Linked DNA regions of Mus musculus: region 1 is linked to region 2. A link is a contact called in public ChIA-PET data. All regions are on one chromosome and are shown on one strand. The core of a region is the stretch at or near the end of the contact, and the rest is flanking DNA. Distances in the headings are between cores, read along the strand shown. Region 1 overlaps Adam19 (a disintegrin and metallopeptidase domain 19 (meltrin beta)). Region 2 has its middle 12 kb from the start of F630206G17Rik.

Region 1 (5,961 bases), core at 1,142-3,641, 320 kb after region 2:
TAGCCTCACTCCAGATCTCTCGAACCCCAGATCATCAGGGTGGGGGTCCCACAATCCATGGTTTCATAAGACATCGGATTGGTTTTGATGCATAGCGGGTAAGCTTGGGAAACACTGGCCTAAAAGAGCAGGATAGTCCCTTGACTCATTTTCCTCGAATTGGACAGGCCCCAAGATTTCACAGACACCTGTCCACCTGGCCCAGTCATTTGTCTCACTTTTTCAGGCGACTTCCTGATTTTTTCTGTGCCGTTCCAACATAGTGCTTGGCATCAGGATGCAGCCGTGAGCCAGAGCTGCTCTTGAATCTGAACTTTGCTGTAGAAGCACAAAACCCTTGTAGCTCTAGGCATGGGAGCCACTGAAATGGGCCCTTGGTGATGCTTAAAATGCACACAGCAGATCTGGTGTGGTTTAGAGCCTTGGTAGACCCTCTCTGATCTGGTGATGCCAAAGATGGCAGGTGGCGTGTAAAGAAAGCTTGAATGGAGACTTATCCTGGAGTCCAGGAGTTCTGTTTCCTCCTGGAAGCCCTCCATGCACCCACCACCCATATTTCCATTAACCATGCATTACCTTCAAGTCCCATACCGTGTGGTGACATGACCACAGCCAAACACTCTTTCCTGTGCCCTGGCTGAGCACTGCAAAACTCCATGAAAGTGGGGGTGGGGGCTCATCACTGTATCATGGTCTCCTGTCCTCTCTACTTGGGGCTACCAGCTTCCCCAGTGGCCTCTTTCTTTGCAGCTCCACAGCGTGGGTCGGAGCAATGCCAGCGGGTGAGGGAGTTCTAGCCCAGGTTTGAGAGCTTATTTTCAGAGCTAGAGGTCGGAAGAGAAGGATCTTTAGCCTTCTTTCTTAAAGACAGGAGGAGTTCACTGGGCAGCGAAGTGGAGGTGAAGGGCTTTCCTGGGAGGGAACATTGTGTTTACTTTCAAAAGAGTTTAGCTTTCTTAAGCTGATGTTGGCATTGTTCCCCCCACCCCACCCCCCAGCAGTCAGGAATGGGTGGGTTCTAGGGTTTTTGTTTTCTTTCTACAGATTGATGTGTAGATGGGGGAGCAGCAACAAAGGTTGGCTTCAAAGCCAGCCAAGTAACCCACTTAGCCCCACCCCATAGCGGCACCTTTGGCTCTCTGTATTGTGAAGGTTCCTGGGGGAAAGCAAGGTCTTTCCTCCCAGAGAGTTCTCCATTTAAGCTTTATATCTTGTATCGTCTGATACAAGGTCTTTCGTCATTTTTCCTAAGATTGTTCAGATAAAATGTCCTGAGACTCCAATGGAGTGAGGCACTTAGAACCCCCCCCCCCCGCTCCAGTTTAAGGGAGGAGTATTATTCTTTTGCCCAGTGGGTCCTTGGTGCAGGGTTTTACAAGCCACTTAACCTGTGAGTCTCCAGCAGGCATAGAAGAGGAGGAGTTGGGGAGTGGTCTGTTGCTGGGTAGCTAGACTCCCAGCAAACCAGGCAAGAAAAGGCTCTGTTTGAAGGTGTGCCACCATGGCTGTGGGACCACCCAGAGGATCTTACTGATGCAGGGGAGTGAAGCACCCCTTAAAAAGCACCAGTCAGTCACATAGACATCCTCACCCCCTTAGCTACAAGTCACCCCCATGACTCGTACCTCTTGCTGAGTCAGGGATCTCTCAGTTCTCAGTGTCATGAACATCTCTCAGCTGTAGGCTTTGAATGATTCATGTCAGGGTTGGATCAGGCCAGGCAAGATTTGCAGCCCAGAATCTGCTGGCAGAAATATATTCCTGGTCGTTAATCTGAGCATGCAGGAAGATGAATCAAGGGAAGGATGTAGTATTTGTGATTTATCCCCCAGTGCTGAGACACAGCCGCTATCTCCGGGCTCGGAACTCACAGCAGCCAGAGGGATGCTTCGAGTGGGAAAGCAAGCTCTGGGCAGTGAGGTTGTGCTATTGGCATCTAGAGAGAGCTGTCAGCAGTAAGCAAGCAAGCAAGCAAGCAAGCAAGCAAGCAGTGGCTCTCTGCCTGGGCCAAGATCGAGGTGGGAGCTTCTGGGATGATTCTCAGCATGTCCATTCTGTAGGCAAGGAGGCGTGTGAGAGAGCTGCTTGGGTGGATCCTGGCACATTCCCTCATTTATTAAGTGAAATAGAATGCAATGGGAGCAAAGAGGGGGGCTTACGTTGGGGGAGGGGAAAGAATGGGTTTAGACATAGGGCTGTAAAGAACTTTGGTGGTACCAGCAGGATGTAAGATATCTGGGAAAGGCTGGCCTACCGTGTTATATGACCGGGGTTGCCTCAGAAAGGGTAACACTGAAGCACATATTTTTTAAGACTGGAGGTTGTAAACTACAGCCCATGTGAACCTATCACATGTTCCTATGAGTATTATTCTGGAGCAGGGCCATACCATTTGATTTATGGTATCCTGGAAGCTTCTAAGCAACCAAGGAGAACTGGGTAGCTGTGCTCCACCAAGGCAGAACTGAGCAGCTGTGGTCTACGATCATGTGGTCTACCAAGCCTCATCATGTTTACTCAGTAGCGCTTTGTAGAATAAGCTTACCAACTCCTGCTTCAGAGTCTTCTGGAAAACATGACACACTGTTTCAACTATGGTGGCCTCACTGGGCCTTACTGTTTGAGGATAGGATTAATATATTTGGAAGCCAGAAATCTCTTCCCAATGCAGTAATAAATGTTTACTAAATAAGTGGAAAGACTCTTGCCACAGGACTAGTTTAGAAGTCAGGAGGTCTTGGTAATAGAAACTTCTAGATTAAACAGTTTGCAAAGGTCTATGCAACAGGGTTCTAGAATTTACCTCTGTAGGAGATAAGGGTAGCAAAGGAGTTCTTTTCTGGTGAGTGTCAGTTCCAAAGAAGTCAAGGACTGTTGCAGAATTAATACAAGAGGGAGGAAGTGGTGTACCAGAGCTGGGAGTCAGCCCTTGCCAAACCAATACTCTAGGGCACCTCATTTGGGTATTCTGGAAGAGCTGGAGGAGGAAACCTGTAACGGCTTGAATAAGGAATACCCACCTAACAATACCTTCACTAGCTATCCAGATTCTGGGTCAAAATGACAGCACACAGGGCATGTCTATCCTTTAGGGCAGGGGGAGGTTACAGTTCTAAAATCTTTTCGTCTTCCCATCCTGACAATTTCCCTACTTCATTATTGAAGGTGAAAGAGGTCTGTCCTTTTCAGACAGAAGTGGTAATACAAAGCCTCCTAATGGGGCTTTAGGCAGACATTCTAATCAAGTTCAGCACACTCTTCTCTCCTATGCCCCATTATCGATGTCTGATTTCACAGTGATGATGAAGTCAAAGAGTCTTTCTCACCAAAGAAGGCACTGCCTCTTGGAATCATGTGGAAGGCAAAACCATGTTGATGCCACATGGCCCTGTTGGCAGCACCCCCTATGTGACATTTGCATGCCCCCCCCCCACTGCAGTTAGTCCGTGTAGGTTCTCAGTGAGTTTCTTAGCTCTTTTTTTTTTTTTTTTTGGTTTGGTTTTTCGAGACAGGGTTTCTCTGTGTAGCCCTGACTGTCCTGGAACTCACTTTGTAGACCAGGCTGGCCTCGAACTCAGAAATCCGCCTGCCTCTGCCTCCCGAGTGCTGGGATTAAAGGCGTGCGCCACCACACCCGGCTTCTTAGCTCTTTTAAATTGTGTCCTTCTTTCTTAAGTAGAGGATTTGTTGTTATGGTTATTTCTGGCTCTCCCTCCACTGTGACTGAAGCTCTTGTAGGGTGTCATCAAGACCTGACATCCATATGCCCCTTTTGTGCTAAGCACCACAGCTTGTCCATAGAGCAGTTTAGCAACCATTAGATCAGTGACAACTGACCACATGTAGGAGAAAGCCTTATAAGATGTGTGATGGTGGCTTCCTATTGGGTTGATGAGCAAAGCAAAGAGACCATTCCCTCCTCTGATTGATCAGTGAGCTAACCGGAAGCATTGTAATATAAAGTCAGGAAAATAACTACCTGAAGGGGCTGGAAGAAGATAATCACATCTGCTCTGGTTGCTTCCTTGCCCTGGGAGATGGAGGTAGCCAAGATAGATCTCACTCAGGTTCTTCCTGCTGAGAGCCATGGGAAGGGCTATTACTGAAAAATGACTGCACACGGAAGACCCTTGGGTGAGAGCTGTGGAGGGGTCTGTCTCACCTGGTTCTGTTTGTCCTGTTTAGTTTCAGAAGAATCGACATGACCAGGATGCCACCAAACGCAAGCTCATGGAGATTGCCAACTATGTTGATAAGGTGAGACCAGGTGTGTACTTTCTGGGGGAGATTGCTGCACCTCAGACAGTCTGCAGGGCAAGAAGTCACACACACCTGAGCTCTTGTTGCTGATTTGGGACCCTGAGCTATCAACCAGAGGCAAACAACTCAGCTTCTTGGGTCAGGTTTTTGTCTTTTGTTGGTTTGTGTGAGTGTTTGGGGGCCTTTTGTTTTTCTCTGTTTTAATTTATAAACTACAAGCACTGGCTTAAGTCAGTGGCTTTCAGTTATGTTTATAGTTTTCTGATGGAAATCATGTTTCAAAAATGACATCTTGTGCCCCTGCCCATGTAAAAGTCACATGGAAGCAGATGGCTGGAAACAGACATGCGCCTGGCTCTGACCCCCTGACCTTTCTCACAAATGAAGTGGGTTTTGAGGCACACTGAGCAAGGGAGAGCCCAGTTTAAAAGGCATCAAGGATGTGTTCCCTCTGGGTGAAAGCCCGGGGATTCTTTGACTTAGATGTTGAAGTGGATCGGGATGTTTCTAGGGAGACTACGAATAGTTATACTTCTTCAGTCGGGTTGTTTCAACCATGCACTTAGGAAATTCACAGAAGTTTGAGCTGCACTCATGGGGTATTCTCAGACCGTGAAGTATTCTATGCGAAAGCAAGTTCTAGCACAAAAGGCAGAGAACAAAACTTTGCAATGGCAGCTCCTCTCCACAAGCAAAGCTTTGACGTGTTTGGTCATGTGCCTCCTTTTAAGGGGCAGTCCTGGTGGGTAGAACTAAGGTTGCATGTTTGCCAGTGGCTGACAGTCCCAGCCCTGGGGTCTCTTGTCTCTTTGAGACTCTGATAACCACTTCAGGACCTGTAGAACTTTGAAGGCTTTCTTGGCCAGCGAGAGGTTCACGGATCCTAGATCTCAGGCTGGAGAGATGGTTCATCCGATAACAAATAGAAATTAGAAACTTTCAAACTGGGCGGTGGTGATACATACCTTTAATCCCAGCACTGGGGAGGCAGAGGCAGGTCTCTGAGCTCAAGGCCAGCCTGCTCTACAAAGTGAGTTTCCAGAATAGCCAGGGCTACACAGAGAAACCTTGTCTCTAAAAACCATAAACAAACAAACAAACAAATGTTAAAAATTAAACTTTCAGGGCTTAAAAGGCAGAGTTGATTGCTGTGGAATTACTAGATGAAAAGTTCACAGCCTTGTATTTTTTTTTCTCTGCCCTCAACAGCTGTGGAAAGAGGCCACTGGTATGTAACAGGTGAAAGCCAAACACTAGCCTTTCCTGGAGGGAAGGATTCTAGGGACACAGTAGAGTCCTGTGTCCAGCTCCTAACTCACCAGCAATAGCGTCTCAGCGATCCTGTAACCAAACACCCAACATCTGGAGAAGTGTGTTTTCCCTGGGGATACAGGAAGCTGATCCTACCGCCACCTGTGTAGCAACCATTGTCCCAGACCCGACTCAGGGGAGGTGCAGGGCTTGGCTGGCTGGCTCTAGGAATTTTCTTCCTGCACTGGGTGATTAGAGCCTACCTCTAAGCACTGATGAGAAATGGAAGTGGTATGTCAGTAAACACATCAAACAAATAAACAATAATAACTACAGAAAAAGCAAAGATGCGGAGGGAAAAGAGGGTAGCCGCACACCCCGGGTGTCGGTGGAAACCCTGTGCCTTGTGGATGGTCATCCAAGCCCCCAACTTCCCTCCGGCACGCGTGG
Region 2 (6,195 bases), core at 648-3,147:
GCTTACACGTCTCTCTAGGCCCTGAAAAAGAGCTTTGATTGTAGAGAAGATTTAACAAAGGCTTTGAGGGTGACAGAAACCAAGCAAAGCTCCAGATGGAACCAAGGAAGGATGGTGAGAAAAGTAAACCCCCTGTGGTACATGGGGGGTGGGGGGGAGTATGGAGTGGGGCACAAATGGGTTGCACTGGGCTTCTTCGTGTAAGGATTTTTATAGGACTTACAGTAGAAAATGAACAGACTGGGGTGATTTCTACTGAGATTGGTTAATTCTCTGAGCACCTTGAATATTGAGAGGATGGAGAGCCAACAAGCTCAAGACCTGTGCCCCCACCCCCTGTACCAGGGACAGGCTCATGTGCTGCACACATGCTGCTCCTGTCATTGGGAGAATGGCCATGCCTTGATGTCCTCACTCCCTCTCTGACTCATTTTGATAGCTAGTGACTTTCATTGTGTTCTGGCCATTAGACATGGCCAGCCCCGTCACTCACTAACCTTGAAGTACTGCTAGCTATAGATTTTGCCAGGGTCTCTTAGCCCTTAGCTAAACCACGTCCTCTTACCAGCTTGCAAATTTACTTTGACCTCGAACTGACTCTTACCATAGTTGCCAAGATTGTAGCTGCAGACTTTATTGAGTGCATCATAAGTAGCCCCCTCACTACTTATCTATGGAGTGGCCTGGAATACCCTTGTTAGATATCATCTTACTTAAAGCTTACACGGGGCTGTATAAGAAACAAGATATGTATAAGGGCAAAAAGAGTGATTCATCACTTCATGGGAGTCACCAACCATAGCCTGCAGACACTGCCTTCCCAGAACCTGCCTGCCCTCTCTCTTACCTGGTCAGCTTGACTCGTCCCCAGCTACAAGTCTTACTTTCCTTCCATGCTGTTACTGACCTTGCCCTTTAGCTCTCACATCTGGTCTCACAGTAACATTTCTTCAGAGCCCACAGCCAACGCTCCTTGCTCTGCTCGATGCCGTCAGGCAGTGACCTACTTTCAAGTTCTTTCTATGTTTAGAAATTGTCATAATCAAACTCCAGATGGGTGGTAGAAGGGAACACAGTTGGTCAAGTGCTTGTCCTGAGTTTGGTCCCCGGGACCCCACATTTCTATTGTGGTGTTGTTGTTGTTGTCGTTGTCATTGCTTAAAGCCAGATGTAATAGTCTCTATCTGTTTTATCCCGTGTGTGTGTGTGTGTGTGTGTGTGTGTGTGTGTGTGCGCGCGCGCGCGCGAGCGCTCGAGCAGTTGCAGATTTTTGTAATGGGGTGTGCACAAGCCACAATACATGTGGAAGCCAGAGAACAACCTCACTCCTGGGTCCTTGCCTTCTAAGGAATGAAGGGTCTCTTTTTTGTTTGCAGTGGCTTAAGCCAGGCTAGATGGGCAACAAGCATTCAGGAATTCTTCTGTTTCTATCCCTAGGAATATCAGGATTACAGACATACATGTACCACCACACCCAGCTTTGTGTAGGACTTAAACTCAGGTCCTCAAGCTCGCTGGGCAATTGTTCCCCTCCCTGTGCCACCTTCCATGCCTAATTAGAGATGGCTTCACAGTTAAGGATGCACGCTGCTCATGCAGAGGACCAGAGTTTGATTCCCAGTACCCATAGCACATACCAAGGGAATTTGCCGCCCTCTTCCGGCCTCTGCTGGCACTGCATTCATATGTACAAACCCACTCAGACAGTAGTTTCTTTAAAGTGTGCTGCTATGCTATGGTCTTATACATTTTGTCTATTTGGAGTTACTTGCACTATTATAGGTAGTGCTAATGAACACACCCAAGTAAATGTATTTTCCCTAGAACTTCATAGCCTTTCACAAAAACAAGTAATTTTCCATGTGGGCTAGAGGCATGTACACACCACCACCACTTCCTGCTCTCTTACCTCAGCTCTATTTCCTCCTCTGCTCTGATTACTGAACAAGATAGTACACAAGAAGTGCCTGACACATAAACAACTCCCAACTTATAGCAGTTAATATTCTGTCCCCTAGTTGAGGTCTTAGATACCATAACACCTAACTGAAGGCATCTCTGGCAACCGAAACCTGCAAAATACATCAACAGCCAAAGGCAAAACAAGAGCATCTAATTTGCCTTAGCATGCCTTCTCACACAGTTTCAGCCATGCAAGAGGTGCTCAGTCGAGGAGGCTCCATTGGTTGGTAGAGACTTTGCCTACCTAACGGGCATGATAGCCTGAGTTCTATCAACAGCACTTTACAAAGTGGGTTCTCAGCACACACCTGTAAGCCCAGCACTCAGGTAGTAGAAGCAGAAGAATCAGAAGGCCATCTTTAGCTACAAGATGAGTTTGAGGCCAGTCTATGGAACATGAAATCTTTCCTTGTAAAAATTAGCTTTGAAAAAATAGCTGAATACATGAGAAAGTGAATGTATCATAAGAGCACGGTCTCCTGACTTTAATTCATCCAGGCACAAAACCAACCTCAACTACCCTTATAAACATGGCCCACTCTGTTCTTTCGGAAGTGGCTGAGTACACCTCTCCTTTGTTTTGTTAACTGGCTGATCCACCTCAATTAAGAGACCAAAGCTTCCTCAACACATGGTTCAGTCACTGGCTGGCAGCATTTGCCAGACAAAAGCACTCTCCACTCTCCGTATTCTGCTAAGACTGCCATAGTCTCCAGTGTGGAAAGCTGACAGAGCAAGCAGCTCATTATTCCCCTGCTCAGATGAGGAAACTGACGTTCAGGAAGAATTAATTTGTCCAAATTCTCTAGAGGAGCTTGCAGGGGACAAACGACCTCCACAGCTTCCTTGGCTCTAAGACTCGGTCTGCAATCTCTCTTCCTGTGACCCTCAAGGTACCAACAGGTTTCGTTGCTATGGTTACCGTTGGCATCCATAGCATCCATAGGCGACTGTTTTCACTTCCCTCCCAGATCCCCTGCTGGCTCTGCTGAACTGAACCTTGGAATTCTGACAGCAGAGGGGGCTGCTGAGCCAAACCCAAACTCTCCCAGCATGCCTGGCTCCTTCCCATCCTGAGTTCTGAGAAGTTCCTCAGGTCTCTGAGGCCAAGCAGAACAAAAAACCTCTGGAGATCTGTAACATGAAATATAATCCCAGACCAGCATGTGCTGTGGCCTTTTGCCAGTAACAACTTGTCTCCCCAGGAAAGTCCCTGCCAGGAAATGTTTTTTAAAATATATATATACATATCTAGCAGGGGTTCTCAAACCTGGCTGTACACCAGAAACCACTGGGCTGTTTGGTTTTGTTCATTTGTCTGACTTTCTTTTTTTGTTTGTTTGTTTTGTTTTGTTTTGTTTCTTTCTTTCTTCTTCTTCTTCTTTTTTTTTTTTTTTTGAGTCAGGGTCTCATTCATACAACCCAGGCTGGCCTCGAACTTGTTGTGTCACCAATTGGTGACTTTTAAACTCTTGATCACCTTGCCTATACCCAGCCACTAAACCCAGATTGTGTGTTTTTTTTTTCCTTTTCCATTTTTTATTAGGTATTTAGCTCATTTACATTTCCAATGCTATACCAAAAGTCCCCCATACCCACCCACCCCCACTCCCCAACCTACCCACTCCCCCTTTTTGGCCCTGGCGTTCCCCTGTACTGGGGCATATAAAGTTTGCGTGTCCAATGGGCCTCTCTTTCCAGTGATGGCCGACTAGGCCATCTTTGATACATATACAGCTAGAGTCAAGAGCTCCGGGGTACTGGTTAGTTCATAATGTTGTTCCACCTATAGGGTTGCAGATCCCTTTAGCTCCTTGGGTACTTTCTCTAGCTCCTCCATTGGGAGCCCTGTGATCCATCCATTAGCTGACTGTGAGCATCCACTTCTGTGTTTGCTAGGCCCCGGCATAGTTTCACAAGAGACAGCTACATCTGGGTCCTTTCGATAAAATCTTGCTAGTGTATGCAATGGTGTCAGCGTTTGGATGCTGATTATGGGGTGGATCCCTGGATATGGCAGTCTCTACAAGGTCCATCCTTTCATCTCAGCTCCAAACTTTGTCTCTGTAACTCCTTCCAAGGGTGTTTTGTTCCCACTTCTAAGGAGGGGCATAGTGTCCACACTTCAGTCTTCATTTTTCTTGAGTTTCATGTGTTTAGGAAATTGTATCTTATATCTTGGGTATCCTAGGTTTTGGGCTATGTGTTTTTAATTATTGATTTATTTATCTACTTATTTATTCATCTAATTACTAGATTAGTGTTCTATAATACTGGGCTGCCTATTAAAAATGTATAGTCCAGAGCCTAGAGAGATAGTTCAGTGAAGCAGTTATGGGTTGTTGCTCCTCTTGTAGAGAATACAAGCTAGGGTTCCAGCACCTATGGGGTAGCTGGAACCTACCATATATAACTCTGGTTCTAGGAGACCCAACAACCTCTTTCTGGCCTCCTAGAGCAATGTACACACATGATATACATATGCATAAAATAACTACATCTTTTAAAAAAGGGAATATCAATTTCAAAAGATATTTTTAAGAACACAATGTCCAGGGCCATGGGTGGTGATACAGGCCTTTGATCCTAAGCACTTTAATCCTAAACAGAACTGTGAGGTCAAACCAGCCTGGTCCATGTACTGAGTTCCAGACCAACCAAGAGCTACTTAATGAGTCCTTATCTCAAAGCTAAGTAAATAGATATAAATGAATAAATAAATAAATATGAACGACAGCTAACACAAGGTATCACCCAGACTTGTGAAACCAGCAAATCCAAAATGTAGAACCTGGAAGTCTGTAAAAATAATCATACTGTATGATTCTAGTGGTTCCTAAAACAGGCATGTTTATAAACCAACAAGCTAGATAAACTGGGAGGTCCTAAGGTTGGTTGTTCATGTTGTTGTCTTGGTGCTGTTTGGGTTTTTGGTGGTGGTGGTGGTGGTGGTGGTGGTGGTAGTGGTGGTGGTTTTGGGCTTTTTGTAATGTTTTTGCTGGTTCCCCCCAACACACACTTTAAGATGTGATCGCCAAAATTCATAGACCCCTTTCTCCATTCCTGTAGAATGCTACTATATTCTACTGCCTATATAACTATCTTAAGAAGTATTTGAAAATGTGTAGTGCAAAAATCAACATGAGTTACAAATAGAAATCTATGTTTCCTAGTACCTTCTCCCAAAAAGCTAAAAAGCAGGCAAATTTCATTTTAGTCACATTTTAATTTACCTGAAACATTTCAACTGCTAAACAACATCACAAAATTATTATATTCTTCTCTTATATGTTCTCCTTATATAGATCTTCAATCTGGTGTGTCTGCTGTGTGCACAGAACCCCTGAATGCAGACCAGCCCTGTTTTGAATACTTAGCAGCCATGGCAGACACTGGCTAACACTTTAGTCAGCTCCTGTAAGTAAGAAATGGTCAATACCCAGTGCCCATAAAAAGCAGAAAATTAGAGTGGTCTGTGTGTCACACAGTCTGTGTGTGGATAGTAAGCTACCCCACTTCTACTTTTCTAACCATCAGGCAAAGAGATAAAGCTCAAAGGTGTCTCGTCCTGGGACGTATTCATGTGGAGAAGATGGAAAACCCACCCTAGTAGGCAGTGGTTAAGACCACACAACTGTGTAAGAAAATCCTTAGATGAAAAGGCTTAGGACTCCTGAAGTAGCTCAGTGGCTAGAGGTACCTACCCCTGCCAAGCTAGACAATGTGAATTCCATCCCTAGGACCCACACAATAGGAGAAGAGAACTGACTTCTGAACGTTGTACACACAAACACACACACACACACACACACACACACAGAATAGGCTGTATTCATAATACAAAATACATCTTCGTCAATGGAGATCAAAATACTGAGTCAGTGTGGTTGAACCTCTACCAACAAGACAGAGCCAGCTGATGATGCACAAGGATGCATGAGGAATATGTTGACCATTAAAATACTGTCATCAGGCAACGCTAGATCATCTTTATAGAGCATGATTTTATAAAGCACGTTATTTTTCCCCTCCCATTTGCTCCTCATAACAGTCCTGTGAGGCACGCAAATGGGATGCCAGTCTTAGACTAAGGAACCAAGGCTCACGGCATCTCTTCTGTTTGCCTAAGCCTCATAGACAGTTAATGAGTGGTTTCTCCCAGAGAAGCGCTCTGGTCCATATGATAATTCGTTTCAACCTTGGCCTCATTATCCAAAAACTCTTGCCAGCTAC

Evidence for each region. ChIA-PET counts read pairs in DNA pulled down with a chosen protein or histone mark.
Region 1: a contact with region 2 is called in an RNA polymerase II ChIA-PET map of memory CD8 T cells, with 21 read pairs. The contact joins two enhancer-like sites. A contact is called at or near these places in 1 of 484 Hi-C or Micro-C datasets (B cells) and 1 of 115 datasets of contacts at active chromatin or transcription factors (memory CD8 T cells).

What each region holds. Positions count from the first base shown.
Region 1 is chr11:46,114,235-46,120,195 of GRCm38.p6, forward strand. It overlaps Adam19 (a disintegrin and metallopeptidase domain 19 (meltrin beta)), which reads left to right. Exons shown (of 23, transcript NM_009616.4): 8 at 4,186-4,257. Among named protein-coding and RNA genes, the nearest start is that of Mir8100, 15 kb to the left of the region's middle. Within about 2 kb of position 2,392, at least 67 of the 459 cell types and tissues checked have an H3K27ac peak or open chromatin away from gene starts, as enhancers often do. A contact at or near this core is called in memory CD8 T cells, where this site is marked.
Region 2 is chr11:45,792,889-45,799,083 of GRCm38.p6, forward strand. No RefSeq gene overlaps it. Among named protein-coding and RNA genes, the nearest start is that of F630206G17Rik, 12 kb to the right of the region's middle. Within about 2 kb of position 1,898, at least 59 of the 459 cell types and tissues checked have an H3K27ac peak or open chromatin away from gene starts, as enhancers often do. A contact at or near this core is called in memory CD8 T cells, where this site is marked.